Linked DNA regions of Drosophila melanogaster: region 2 is linked to region 1. The links are chromatin contacts, called in public Hi-C maps. All regions are on one chromosome and are shown on one strand. Each heading gives the region's core, a stretch centred on a gene start, on an enhancer-like site or on the middle of the called end of the contact. The rest is flanking DNA. Distances are from core to core; before and after follow the strand shown. Region 1 holds the start of Arp2 (Actin-related protein 2). Region 2 holds the start of Fim (Fimbrin).

Region 1 (6,470 bases), core at 2,005-4,504:
ACGATTAACAAGAGGCAGCAGTGAGTGTGAGTAGTTGCGGAAAAGGACTTGCCTTTCCGGAACACTGGCAAACACAGGGACGTGCAAAACAAACGGGGGATTAAAATAGGGCTAAGCAGACACAGGACATCATGCAGACGAGAACACATAACAATTTCAAATCAGCAAATCACAATTAAAACGAGAAGCAACTGAATTTGGTTGCCTTAAGATATGTACAAAAAAAACCAAAGGGTGTAAGCTAGGAAACAAATGGTATGAAAACATAGGAGTAAAACTTAAATAACAAAAATTATATTTACGTAAATTTGTCGTTAAATTGAACAGATTCGATTGGAATTCGGTTTTAAACACGCCTCAGATTTATCCGATATGAGAATTAATAGATTTGTTTTTTTTTTTAATTTTTTTTTTTCGATTGTGGATTTTGTCGATTTTGTGGATGGAGTACAATTATAGATGATGGCCAAAAGGAAGCAACAAGATAGTTGGACGGGGCCGGAATATAGTTGGGAAAATATTCAAGGCAAACAACTAGTGAAAAATGTGAACAGTTAACAGTTAAGTTAATTAATTAATTAAATCCTAAGTGCGCAGCTTGAACTTCAAAAAAATTTCGCAATATTTTGCCAAGCGTGTGTTATTTTGGTTTTTGGTATTTTCGTATTGTGTCAATCGTATACAAATTTTTATTATTTTATGTTTACTTGGTGATTAGATTTCTGGTAGTGGTAGTTTGGATTTTGGTTTTTTTTTTAACTATACAAACTTGACTTACATCGACATGTAAATCCTGCAAAACATTTGTTTTTAAAAATATATGTGAAAAAAAGAACAGAAAAATGTATAAGAATATTAAAAAAGAACAGAAAGATTACAATTTTAAAAATATTTATTTTCTGTATCGTTTTTTTTTTTATTGCTATTCAAGATGTGTTCTTAATGATTCTTAATTTGATGTTTCTTCTGTCTAAAGTAAAGAACTTCTAAGTAAGATCTATATATCGAAAATCAAGTGATGCACTCAAAAAAAAAAAAAGCTTAATGTCTGCGGGGTTCAGCCTCCATATCCACAGTTTATTAAGCTATGCCTAAACCTTGGTTAAAATCAGATATCCACGGACCAACTTTTAGCATGATATATTTACCATAATATATATTTATATATTTTGTATGCATGTGTATAATAATATGAGGGCCCACACACCGAGACCAATGCAACTCAAGCAAAAATGCAATATTGGGATAAGTGACCCCCAGAAGTGATGAAATCAAGATGGTAAATGAAACGATATGCGAATGGGGTAGATCGAAAACAAATTATATAGAAGTAAGTAGATATGCGACACTAATAGACAGAATAGAAAATAGAGCAATTCCACTCCAAAATCAGATGGGTTAGGGGTGAAAAAATATGGTGGGTAATTTGGTGGATAGTGAACTTCTATGCGCTAAATGTATTTCTTGCCGTTTAACTAGTCATGGAGTAGTTACATCGAAAAAAAAAATGATATAATATATGGATATTCGTGTATTTGATGGCCTGTGCACAATTGAATTTGTGTAGTGTATATGGTTGTACTATCTCATCATATTGTTAATTAATTTTAGATACTTTAATTGGTAAGTACGATGGATCATACCTTGACTTCGATATCGCCGATTTTGTTGACCGCCCGAATCATGGGTCGTCCCACCATCGAGGGAAAAATGTGGGTGGGGAAATTGCTGCCGGCATATCCGCACTTAACGAACTGAAAAATAAATGGAGATGTCATAAATACATATATTTATATTATGGTGTATGTGGAAACACATTAAAATAATATGACAGCCGACATATGTACATATATTATTATTTGAGTTAAGCCCTAACACGTAATATGATAATTTAAAATGCTTTTGTATCAACAGGTACTTAAAAATTGCACATAATAATAATAAATAATTATTTTTAATCATTTTGTTTAAGACCAGCTATATCATTTTTCCCGGTGCAGCATTTCCTTGCGTTTTTACTGCTGTGACTTATCGAATTCGGACCGTTATCACAAAACAAAAATTTTTGAATTAGTTTTGATTATTTGGTTTAGGACCAGCTAAATCATTTTTCTCGGTGCAGCATTTGCTTGCGCTTTTACTGTTGTGGTTTATCGGACGCTTATCGAAATCGGACCGTTATCACAATACAAAAATTCTGGGCCTGCGATAAGAACTGATTGTCGGAAATTTTATGGAAGTGTTGGTGTGTGCCAGTGTCGCTCTTTCGACAAATATGTAGGTGTGGGAGATACTGAGTAACGCTGGAATCGTGAGTAATCCACTGATTAGTCAAGCGGAGAGCAAGAAGAAGAGTGGGGAAGCGGAATATAAAGGAGAGGAAGAGGCAATCGCGTAATTGCAACTGCTGCAACTGCTTGACTAACCGCGACGTCAACGCCCGCTGGCCAGCAAGCAGTGAAATAAGCAGCAGCAGCAGAAGCGCTGCTTAGTCCACAAGAAGAAGAAAACGAAAGAAGCGCAGCCAACAACACTCGAAATGTGTGTCACACACCAGTCGTTGGTGATGGTGTGGGTGTGTGCGCTCTGTTTTCACCGCTTGTGGGTGATGTGGGCGGTGCGGGTGGTGACTTTCCCGTTATCTTACCCCAGTGCCGTTATCACAGACGATAACATTTCGACCCTTGCTGTCCATGCTTGAAGGACTCAAAACCGGATCTCTGGAAAACCACTGCTTCTGCTACTCCCGTTGCTTCTGCCTCTGCTGTGGCAACTGCCTTTCCACTTCCACTGATGACGCGACCAGGTTGCCTTTTTGGGTGTTGGTTGTGATTCGGTTTGAAATCACAGCTCGCAGCGCCTCTGCTCGATAAAACCAAACAAAATATTGCACATCAATCGCCTTTCCTGTTGACTTCCTGGGCCGTTTGTTGAGCACTACTGTTAATTGATTCCTTTTCGGCTTTTTTTGTATTTGGACCGCCGGAGAGCGATTGTACTTAATCATACACTTTCCTCTTCCACTCGCACACTCTCACAACACGCGGGCGGGAACCTTGCTCTCTTCGCCACTCTATCGCTTACGTTTATCGCCGCTTCGTTTGGCGGTTATTGGGAATTGAACTCTTAATTTAGACTCGCAATTAAATTTAGGCCGAAACAGTTTGCCGCTATCGACTATTTATACTTATAATTTAGTTATACTGCTGTACAAAAACTCCCTCGTTACTCCCCAGAGTTGAATAAAAATAGATGCATATTCGATACTATCGGCGTTGGACTGAAGCGTACAAAACACCGAAAATAAATACCAGAACCGTTTAGATACTAGATCCAATTATATTTTTTTATTATTTTACAAATTTGTTAATTAAGTTTACTAGTCTGTGTGCCACTTTTAACAATTTAAAAAAGATTAAAAAATACAAGTTTATTAGTAATATATGTTACTTGCACAGGATTTACACAAAACAATTTCAATTCAATTAAGACTTTATTAATTAAATTATTGGATTAAAGATTTGGCAATTTAACAACTAATCACATCTATTTGAAAAACCAATTCGGCAATTGCTGAAATTTCAAAATACTCACATTGATTTCTGGTATTTTTCGTTTGCGCTCTTGCCTCTCGTTCACTCTCATACTTGGAAAAATATTCTTGAATTAAGACTTAAAACAGGTTCAAAATTTGGCGCCATCATTGAATACATGCATGTATTTAAAGAATTGTAATTTAAGCAATTAAGAAGAAAAATGATAACTTGACAATACTGCTCCCAAGGATAAAAAGTTAAGTGATCGAACGCCATAAAATGGAAAGTTTGTTGCTGATTTATTTTATTCCGTTTATATAGTATGTATATGTATGTATAATTTAATAATATAATAAACGTTACTCATTTGTTATCTTTATAATTGCTTTAAGAGGCGAAATGTCTTATATATGTATGTATATACCATGCAGCCGTCTCGTTCCCGCATTTTTTGATTCTGCTTTTGTCTGGGTATTATGTGTTATATTGAACGTTTTAATGCTTTTTAAATAGTTCCCATAAGTATGTTGGCATGGTCTTGACGTACATATTATCAAAATCTACTCATCTCCTCCTCAGCCGTTCTATTCAATTATTTACTTTTACTATGTGCCAGGAAGTTTTGCCTATGCCTCATGCAATAGTTATGTACTTTCTTTATCGAGGGAACTAAGCAAATGTATTGTTAGTCATACATAGTGTAGAATTATTAATACTTCTTAGCTTTATTATTTACCATGGCTCTTGATACACTCGGAATGCAAATCGCCCTAAGAGAATCCAAAATTTACAATTAATTTATTTCAGAAAATTATCTGAATATTGCCTACGTTTAATGGCTTAAAATGTATAGTTCTTTGATAATTAAACTATATTAAAAAAAAAAAATTAAAACTTAATTGTTGACCTATGCGTATTTTGGTATTAACAATTGAAATAAATATTTGTTGTTTTTCAAAAATTATACCTGAAATGTTGTCCATCAATAGAAACATTTGTTTATAGCCTAACAATATGGAATTTAGTTTTCAATTTCATTATTTTAAATCCGTAAAAACCCATACTTGTTGAAAATATTTGCGGCGATTTTCGAACATAAATGCCGATTGATTTTCTGAGTGTATACAATCATTCTATGGAATTGGTGTTCTTGGCGTTCAATACTCGAGACTATTGCAATTAAATGTGATTTGGGGGAACTCCCATTTCACTCGACTAACTAACTAAGTATGCATTTGCGGTGTAACAACATTAACAATTTTAACCACATATAGAACAGAAACTCTGAAACTTAAACGGCCCAACAGCTTTCATCAACTTTCAATAATTATATAGTTGTGGTGGAGGATTAACAAAAAAAAAAAACGCTATATATATATCTATATAAATATGGTGTATCTCTCAATTAGTTGAGTAAGTTGTTTCCATTTCTCCATCTTTTTTTTTTTTATAAAAGCTAAGAGGGAAACTCTGCGACTGCCGCCTCATCCTTGATTTGTTTCTTTTAGCTACGATTTAATTAATCTTGGTATTGTTACGATACGTGCATAGATCACTAAAACTAACTGTTTTCCAATGCCAACTCGGTATATAATATATATATATATCTGTATAAATATTTAGATTAGAGTTCAATGCAATTATTGGTGGTTGAAGAGTCGAAGCAAAAGTACAGCGTTAATATTCTTGGTTCGTGGATAATATGATCTCGATGAAGGCATTTCTTGCGTGAGTATGTATGTGGTATATCTTATAGCTTTTGATTTCGCATTGATAGTGGTTGTGATTAGTGATAAAGGAGAAGCTGATATCATCGGTTTTTGGGAAGAGGTGTAGGCGCAAATTGAGAACTTGATTGCCATCATTATCATTGAATTGATCTGAAACGCCGAAACTCATCCGTTTCTCATGTGTGTGCCATGCCTTATACTTACTTAAATACATCTCATTCGCTTAATCTCATTGCAATTAGCTCATACTAAGTCAAGGAAAATAAGTTTTGTGTTTGTGTGTGTGTGTGTGCTAGCGCTCTTTCTCTCTCAACAAAAATCGATTCGCTAAATTAGTTAATTAATTAATCGTTTAGTTCAATTTACACGCAGAAATATATTATACGTTATTAGGTTTACACAGTAATTTAATAGTTAAATATTTGATTTGCTATTTAAATGGTAAACGATCCGTTCTTTCAGTGTTCAAAATGCATTCACATCAATGGAAATCGATCGATCCTATTCATCAATTTATTAATTAGCTAGACTGTGATCCTCAAACAACGATTATCATCTTGTGTGATCTCTTATGGATTTTTGCTGCTTTTTCTTTGCTTTTGCTTTTGCCATTTGGTTGGTTTTTTTTTGTTTTTTGTTTTTTGTTCGCCAAGCTACTGATAAAACGCAAATAGTTAGTTATACACACACAGTCGTACACGTAAAATGTAACATATTAAGTCAAAAGTTAGATTATGCAACAATAATACATATACATATATTTAAGTATATATTTAAAAAAAAAAAAATAAACTCTGATTTCACTTTCAATGTTTAATTCGTATAAGGAACATTTATGGACTATTGCGGCACATATTGCAAATGGTTTCGAATTTGTTTGCTTGTTTCATTCGTTTCTTCTATGCAAGATTACATTTCTAGAGTTCAAGGATTACGATTATTACAAAAAATGACCTTTGCTCATTTCAAATTTCATTACACTTTCGGTTGCATCTCGGCACTGCGCCTCGATATTTCTAAATAATCATATGTATACATATATGTACGCTTCTTTTTTGCCGCTGCTAAATGTTTGGAACAGATTAGCGCTGGATTTTGTTTCCCATATCTCTTCAATTGGATTAGTGTTTCTTGCCTCTGGGGATTATGGGGATTCTGCTGGGGTTTTTCATCTTAAATTATCGCATTATCGCAGGGGGAGGGA
Region 2 (6,470 bases), core at 1,823-4,322, 750 kb after region 1:
TTGTTCGCCGCCCACACAACTCCCACCCATTGTATGTATTGTGCCTGGTTCAGTAGTGTTTATCCTGATCTCGTTTGGAATCAGCTTCTTGCAAACCGTTCTGTTGGCCACGCGGATCCATTGGAGTTCCAAGCACAATGGACCCACATTGTTCGACCGATTAACGGCCAAAGACGCGTGCGACGGCAGTCGACTTAAATGGTACACTGAGATAAAATGTGGTGTTATTTAGTAATGCGAATTTATCAATGAGATGATACTTTTAATTTTAAATTTTATATTTAACGAAGAGGTTTTCAAGACAAGATTAGATTCTTTTTTTTTTGCCTGCATTCCGTTTTCGTTGGCAGTTGCAATCAAGCATGGTTTTTTTTTTATGTCTTCCAGCATATATGGATTTTATGGCCTGCACTCGAAGCAATTGCAGCGTGGGCGTTTATTATATTCCTCTTTTTTTGGTTTCGGAATTGCCGGGAATTACGAGCTCAGCGAAAAGCCAAATGCCAAATGCAGAGCGGGATTCGAGCAGTCGGGCGAGCGAAAATCAGCAAGAAACAATTGTAAACTATTAAGTGTGTGCATAAAATTGAACGAAAATTGCTCGACTCCGGTTGCCCCCTGAACCAAGGTGACGAATGCACAGTGGGTCAAAAACTACGAATTGTAGGTATCGAATGTTGCTTGATTGCGAAGTTCACTGCAATAGTGTTAGTACTTATGCATGTATATAATGAATAGCAATGCTCAAAACTATAAATGTAACATAGTAATAACAAGATTGAATGATATTCAATGAAACCGAATAAGCACTCCTATTGTCGGCAATACCGATGTATGGTTTTTGAATTCATTTCGTAGGGCCAACCGCCGGCGACCCACTGTGCGACTTGTCTTGCGTTTGAGAGCAGATATCTGAATCTGAATTGAAGCTGCGACCGAGCTGAGACGTAGTTTTTCACGCTCTCCCGGTGACGGGGCTTGTATATATGTGCCCTGGCCTGTGATTTTTATATTTATTTTTAGTTTAAGCAGAAACTGGTTTTCATGCTATTCCACTCCGCCCCCTGCGAACCCCACCAAAAAAAAGGGGTGGCAGTAGAGCGACTTTTACGTGGTGTCATGGTATGGAAATAAATGCACGTTATACGCTAACTTTATACCGCTGGCCTTGCCCAAATATTATTCTCGCGAAATTCGCAAGAAAGATTCGTTCGTCAAGTGAAAGATGATGGTTGGTTGGTTGGTGTCAACATTGTTGTGTTATTTTTTAGTTTGCTTTTAGCATTAGTCACTATGGGGGATGGGCAGCGACGCCGACTGCGGCATTGAACTTGCGTTTCTCCACGCATGCGCTGCCCTTATACTCGTAATGATTTCGTTTTGGGCTTTGCAGTTGCAGAGGGCTCCACCCAAAAAATAAGACAAAAAAGTGTTTTCTTCTGTAAACATTCGAAGGAAATTCTCGATGCACGATAAGAAATATTTGCATACTTTATCGAGGCGGTGACAAGACAAAGTAATGTGTCTACTGTGGATGTCGGCTTGGTTTATCTAGTTTCGTTTTTACGGTACATGGCTCAGACAGTTTGATAAGTGCAATATTCGTCAACAGCTTTTGCATTCCAATTTACCACAATACACAATACACATAAAGAAATCAAAAACAAAATTCACTTTATAGTACAAATTAAAGTAATTTTTTCCTCTTGCTTCTCGTACTCTTGATAACGACTCTCCACTGTGCGAAGAGCGGGAGATAAGAGATGCGGGAAAGGGAAACTTGTTTGCTCATCTGCTGTCCCCTCCCACCCACATCCACGCACGCGCCCCTCTCCCTCGCACTGGCATATGCAGCAGCGGGCGCAGCGCATTAACCGTTAGCTAGCGATGCTTGTCTTTGCTTCTTTTCACGGTCTTTTCCAGTGGCGGATCAAGGGGGGATTTTGAAGGGCTAAAGGACTAAGTTACTCTCGTAAGTGTAATGCAAAATTTGATCTCTGTTCTTGTACGATTTCCTCTTCTCCTGTCCAACATTCGTGCCAGCTGATTAAGTTAAGTTTTAGTTTTACAATTCCCAATTTAATTAACTTCTTGCTGGTTCTGCTTCTTTGTCGATTAAAAACTAAGCAAGAACATGAACTAAAATCGGAGTGGTAAGACCCTTTCAAAGTCCGACTCTGTTCTTCTCCTGCTCCTGCTGCCCCCGCCACTGCTTCTTCTTCGCTTAAGTCCACTTCATGGGGGGTTGCTTTGCACTGTTGAAGGCCAGCCGCGCTGTCGGCTGCGCAGCCGGCGTTGGCGTCAGCGTCGCTGCTCCCCATTGTCAACGCCGACGCCCACATGCACCGCTTAACGGTTTTCTTCCTGCGCCTCATGCGTGCGTGTGTGTGTGAGTCATTCAATTTGAATTTCAACAATTTGCCACCTATGACTCTTATTGATTGAATGTTGCTATTGCCATTGCTAAAACCATTTCGTTTTGCTGCTCTTTTTGTCATCTCACCTCTATGAATTTCTCCTTGATCTCCGCCTTTTCATCAATGGACAGCGTTTTTGTGAATTTGTTAAGTGTTGCCATTTTCGCTGCCGATGTGTGTGTGGTGTGCTGCTGCTGCTTTTCTTCTTGACTTTCTTAATTATTTATAACTGACGCCGCTGATTGGTAATTATTTTAAATAAATTATCCGTTTATAATCAATTTCACTTTGTCGCCGTTTTCGCAGTCGGCGATTTTCTTCTTTTTGCTCCTCTTCTTTTTTGTTTTACCGCGCGCTCCTTTTCCTATACGTATCTATGTATTTGTGCGTTTCTGTGCTAATATTCTTAAACTTCTTTTACTTTTTTCTTAACTTTTCACCCATACACACTCGTTGCTGGTTTTGTTTGTTGCTGGTTTTTACCAAAAAAAAAAAGATGAAGCCAGATTTAAAGCCTCCGTGTTGTTATTTACAACGTCAACCGAGCAAATTTTGTTTTCAAACGTTATTTAGCACGTCTGAATTCGGAATCGACCGGTTTGCTGTGCGTGCGAAGCGCTTTTGTTAGATGTTTAACAACAAACAGAAAACTAAATTGCAGGTTGTATTGTGAGAAATGAAAGAAGACAACGGAGCGAAAACAGTGTGCCCGTTTTGGAATTTGAAAAACCTACAAAAATACGGTGGTACTTACCGCGATATTTCCAAAACTGAGCACAGTATTCCATTTGAACTTAAATTTTCGATAGAATTGAAATACCTCTTAATGTCATAATAGACAGCACATTGTTTTTCTTCAAGTTTAAATATAGTTAATTTAAGCTTGGAAGAGAATTTAAAAAAAGCTTAAAGCTGCTTATGCTAAGTTATGTGCGCAAATTTATTTTTTTTACATTTTACATGTGCGTAGAATTTCCGTTGTTGAGTTAGCAGCAATTGAAGAACGTTGGAATTTGAATTATGGGGACGTTTTTTATTCAGTTATTTTTCTTTATTAGGAGGTGAATTCGAAAAAGATATTTCTTTATCTCTTTCTTTGACGCACATCATATTACAATGTTAACAAACATAAACGTTTAGTATTTTTCCGCTATCGGGTAGTATTTCGCGGTCGGCTCGCCACGGTTCCTCTTCTTTTGTCTAAAAGAATAGAATCGCCTGGTCACACCGCAGGGTCCAGTATTGTTGCCTTTTTATTTTATTCCCGCATTTCTTCGCTTTGAAGCGATCGCTTTTCGGCTTTCTTTGAGGTCACAGGTCACGCCAGCGGACGCTGGAAGCCGAAACGCCCCCCGCCTCGCCCCCTTGGCCATGGTGACCGTCGCTGTTGTTGTTTTTGTCGCCCTTTAAAACCAGCTGCTGCATCTGTGTGTGCGCGCGTGCTTGCGAGTATTTCCAACCAAGCGTGCGTCGGTGTGCGTGCGTGTACAAGTGCTGAAACAACAACAAAAGCGTAAAACGCATTTTCATTTGATTGCGATTTTGATTTGATATATTAATTACAGAAAGAAAGGGGGAGAAAGCAAACAAAGGAGACAAACTGTGAGAGAAAGACAGAGCGAGATCAAGACAGTGAGCGAGATGGATGTGGAGGAGAACTACGAAAACGCCGCCGAGATGCAGAACATGAACATGAATCTGAATCTAAATCCGAATCCGAATCCAAATTCGGACAGCCAGCAGCAGCAGCAACAACAGATGCAATGTGAACCGTTATTCGGGCTCACAACCAATACAACAACAACCACAAATCCCATGATGGCCATTCCCCTGCCCGCGCCCCCAGGGCCGCACTCCGCTCCGAACAACAGTCCAAATTCGAATGCGAATCCCAACTCAAATCTGAGTCCCAGTCCATCCGCAACAACCGCTAACGCATCCGCATCCACGATCAAGTGTCTACCGACGAACGACTTCGATATCGACTCCCTGTTGCTGCAACAGTTCAGCTGTATGGGCACCACGGACCACGAAGACCTCATCAGCCAGTTTCAGAGCCTAATGAACAACCAGATGAACCGGGAATCGGCCAGGTTTTACCTAGAGATGAGTAACTGGTAAGGATATAGCTATAAGTAAAATATCTCAAATCCATTGTGGTTTAATATTCCAAATGGAGTTAGAACACAGAATGTTTCATAATCCATTGAATTTAAGCTTCTTCCCTGCGTTCTGGACATATTATAGTCTTTATAAACTATATTTTACTTAAAGATGTGTTACTAGTAATGATATACATATGTACTCAGAAATCCCCATGGTACGATCATCATGGGCGATGTTATCGAGGCCTTTTTCTTTTATTTTAACATACTTTCTTATATTTTAACATACACAATTTAGAACAATGCATAATTATTGAATTATGAATAATTTTACATTGTTGTGTTTCATTGCCTCCAGCTTGATGAATACACATTTATAGATTACAAACGTAGATTTTTGAGTTTGTCATGGTGATAAATAACACTTTATAAACTATAAACAGGAAAATTAAAGCGCTATCTTAAATTCCCTCTAGGGCCTTATCTCAAAAGAACTTAAAGAGACGCTATAAAATTAAAGATATATCTTTGTAAATTAGAGCTAGCTCTCAAGTAGTTCTGATTTCTGTAATATGTTATAAAGTTCAGTTCTCTTTAATATATGATATGAATAGGCCAACTATGTACATCTAGAAACATATTGCTAATAACCCAGTTGAATTTCGTCATATTAATCAAATTTTTTCACATTTATAGGAGCCTGCAGACGGCGGTGGGCTGCTATCTGGACTTCTGCAGCTTACAGTCGCTGCCTTCGATGAAGATCGTCCAGGAGAAGCAAGTGAATGCTCAGCAGCAAGCGTTTCAGCTGCAGAACGATGGCACCGAGCGCTGGCCGAACAACTGCTATCTGACCTCGCCCATCCAGACGCAGCGCATCAATGTGCCCGCCCTACGTCCGGGCGAAACTTGTGATATCCTGGCCGATATGATGCCCACGCAGCCGCCGACAATGTGGCGGCTGTGCACTTCAAATGGCTGGTACTTTGGCGGTGAGCAAGAGACAGCACTCGATCTTAGAACTAGAATCAAACGCTGAGCTAGCAAACCAGAATTGTTGCACGTAATTTAGTATACTCAATCCTCGAAGTAAAAAACTAAGCTTATGAGCATGGGTATCAAGTACATAAATTGGCATGAACAAAGCAAAAGAAAAACAACAATCTAGTCACACTGATAGGATTTTTGTTTTCCTTAAAAATGTATTTATTCTGTAAATAATTCTTAACGACCATCTTTATAGTCGCAGACTGTATGTAGTATATTAAGTTTAAGAACCCACTTCTAATGTCCCATTTCAATGCATTTCGTTCAAACAGATGCCATTTGGATGATACCGCCCGGTACGCAGGCCAGCCAGGACGAACTGCAGCAGCGGATGGTGCAGCTGATTACGTCGGAGGTGAAGCCGGATATCTATCCGCAAATCAACATCGTGATAACCGCGCACACCCAATGAGCGCGGCGTCCAGCATCTAGCATTCGGCATCCTCCTCCGCTTTCGAGCGGGGTCTTCGGTCCCAAAACTCATCGATAGCATTTTAAAAAAAACCTGCGCGATATGACTAGAATTTCCCTTTTCCCTCTTTTTTCAAATGAGCATACTGTTGTTCTCAGTAGTTGATTTGTATACAGGAAAAAAAATTTTTTTTATGTAGTAGCCAACGCCATACATATACTACACAACCCCATGTTTAACTAGAGTTTGAGTTCGATTGCAGGACCCCCCTTTCGTTACTCCTCCCACTATTCCCACTCCTTAATTTCGGTGTCAGACAGATCAGCTTTATATATATATATCGATATGTCGCGAAGGGAGCGAAGGGTGTGTGCGGCAATAGGGAGAAATAAATTGAAATAAATTAAGTGAAAGTGAGAATAGGAATCGTGTGGCCACATTAAGTTCTTCTGTTAGTTTTAGGCGGTACTGTTGCGTGTGCGTGCGATT

Evidence for each region. A called contact is a pair of places that touch in the nucleus more often than the background predicts.
Region 2: a Hi-C map of the Kc167 cell line shows a contact between it and region 1, with 2.1 times the contacts expected there. The contact joins the promoter of Fim here to the promoter of Arp2 in region 1. A contact is called at or near these places in 2 of 107 Hi-C or Micro-C datasets (the Kc167 cell line and wing imaginal disc).

The regions. Positions count from the first base shown.
Region 1 is chrX:16,550,697-16,557,166 of dm6, forward strand. Arp2 (Actin-related protein 2) reads right to left here and starts at 3,255. Exons shown (of 7, transcript NM_001103531.2): 1 at 3,085-3,255; 2 at 2,648-2,862; 3 at 1,644-1,754. The coding sequence starts at 2,695. Pp2B-14D (Protein phosphatase 2B at 14D) reads right to left here. Exons shown (of 1, transcript NM_001258786.3): 1 at 3,931-6,470.
Region 2 is chrX:17,298,857-17,305,326 of dm6, forward strand. Fim (Fimbrin) reads right to left here and starts at 3,073. Exons shown (of 5, transcript NM_078661.4): 1 at 2,504-3,073. The coding sequence starts at 2,578. CG5445 reads left to right here. Exons shown (of 5, transcript NM_001298442.1): 3 at 3,983-4,534; 4 at 5,219-5,514; 5 at 5,842-6,470. The coding sequence starts at 4,059. The coding sequence ends at 5,981.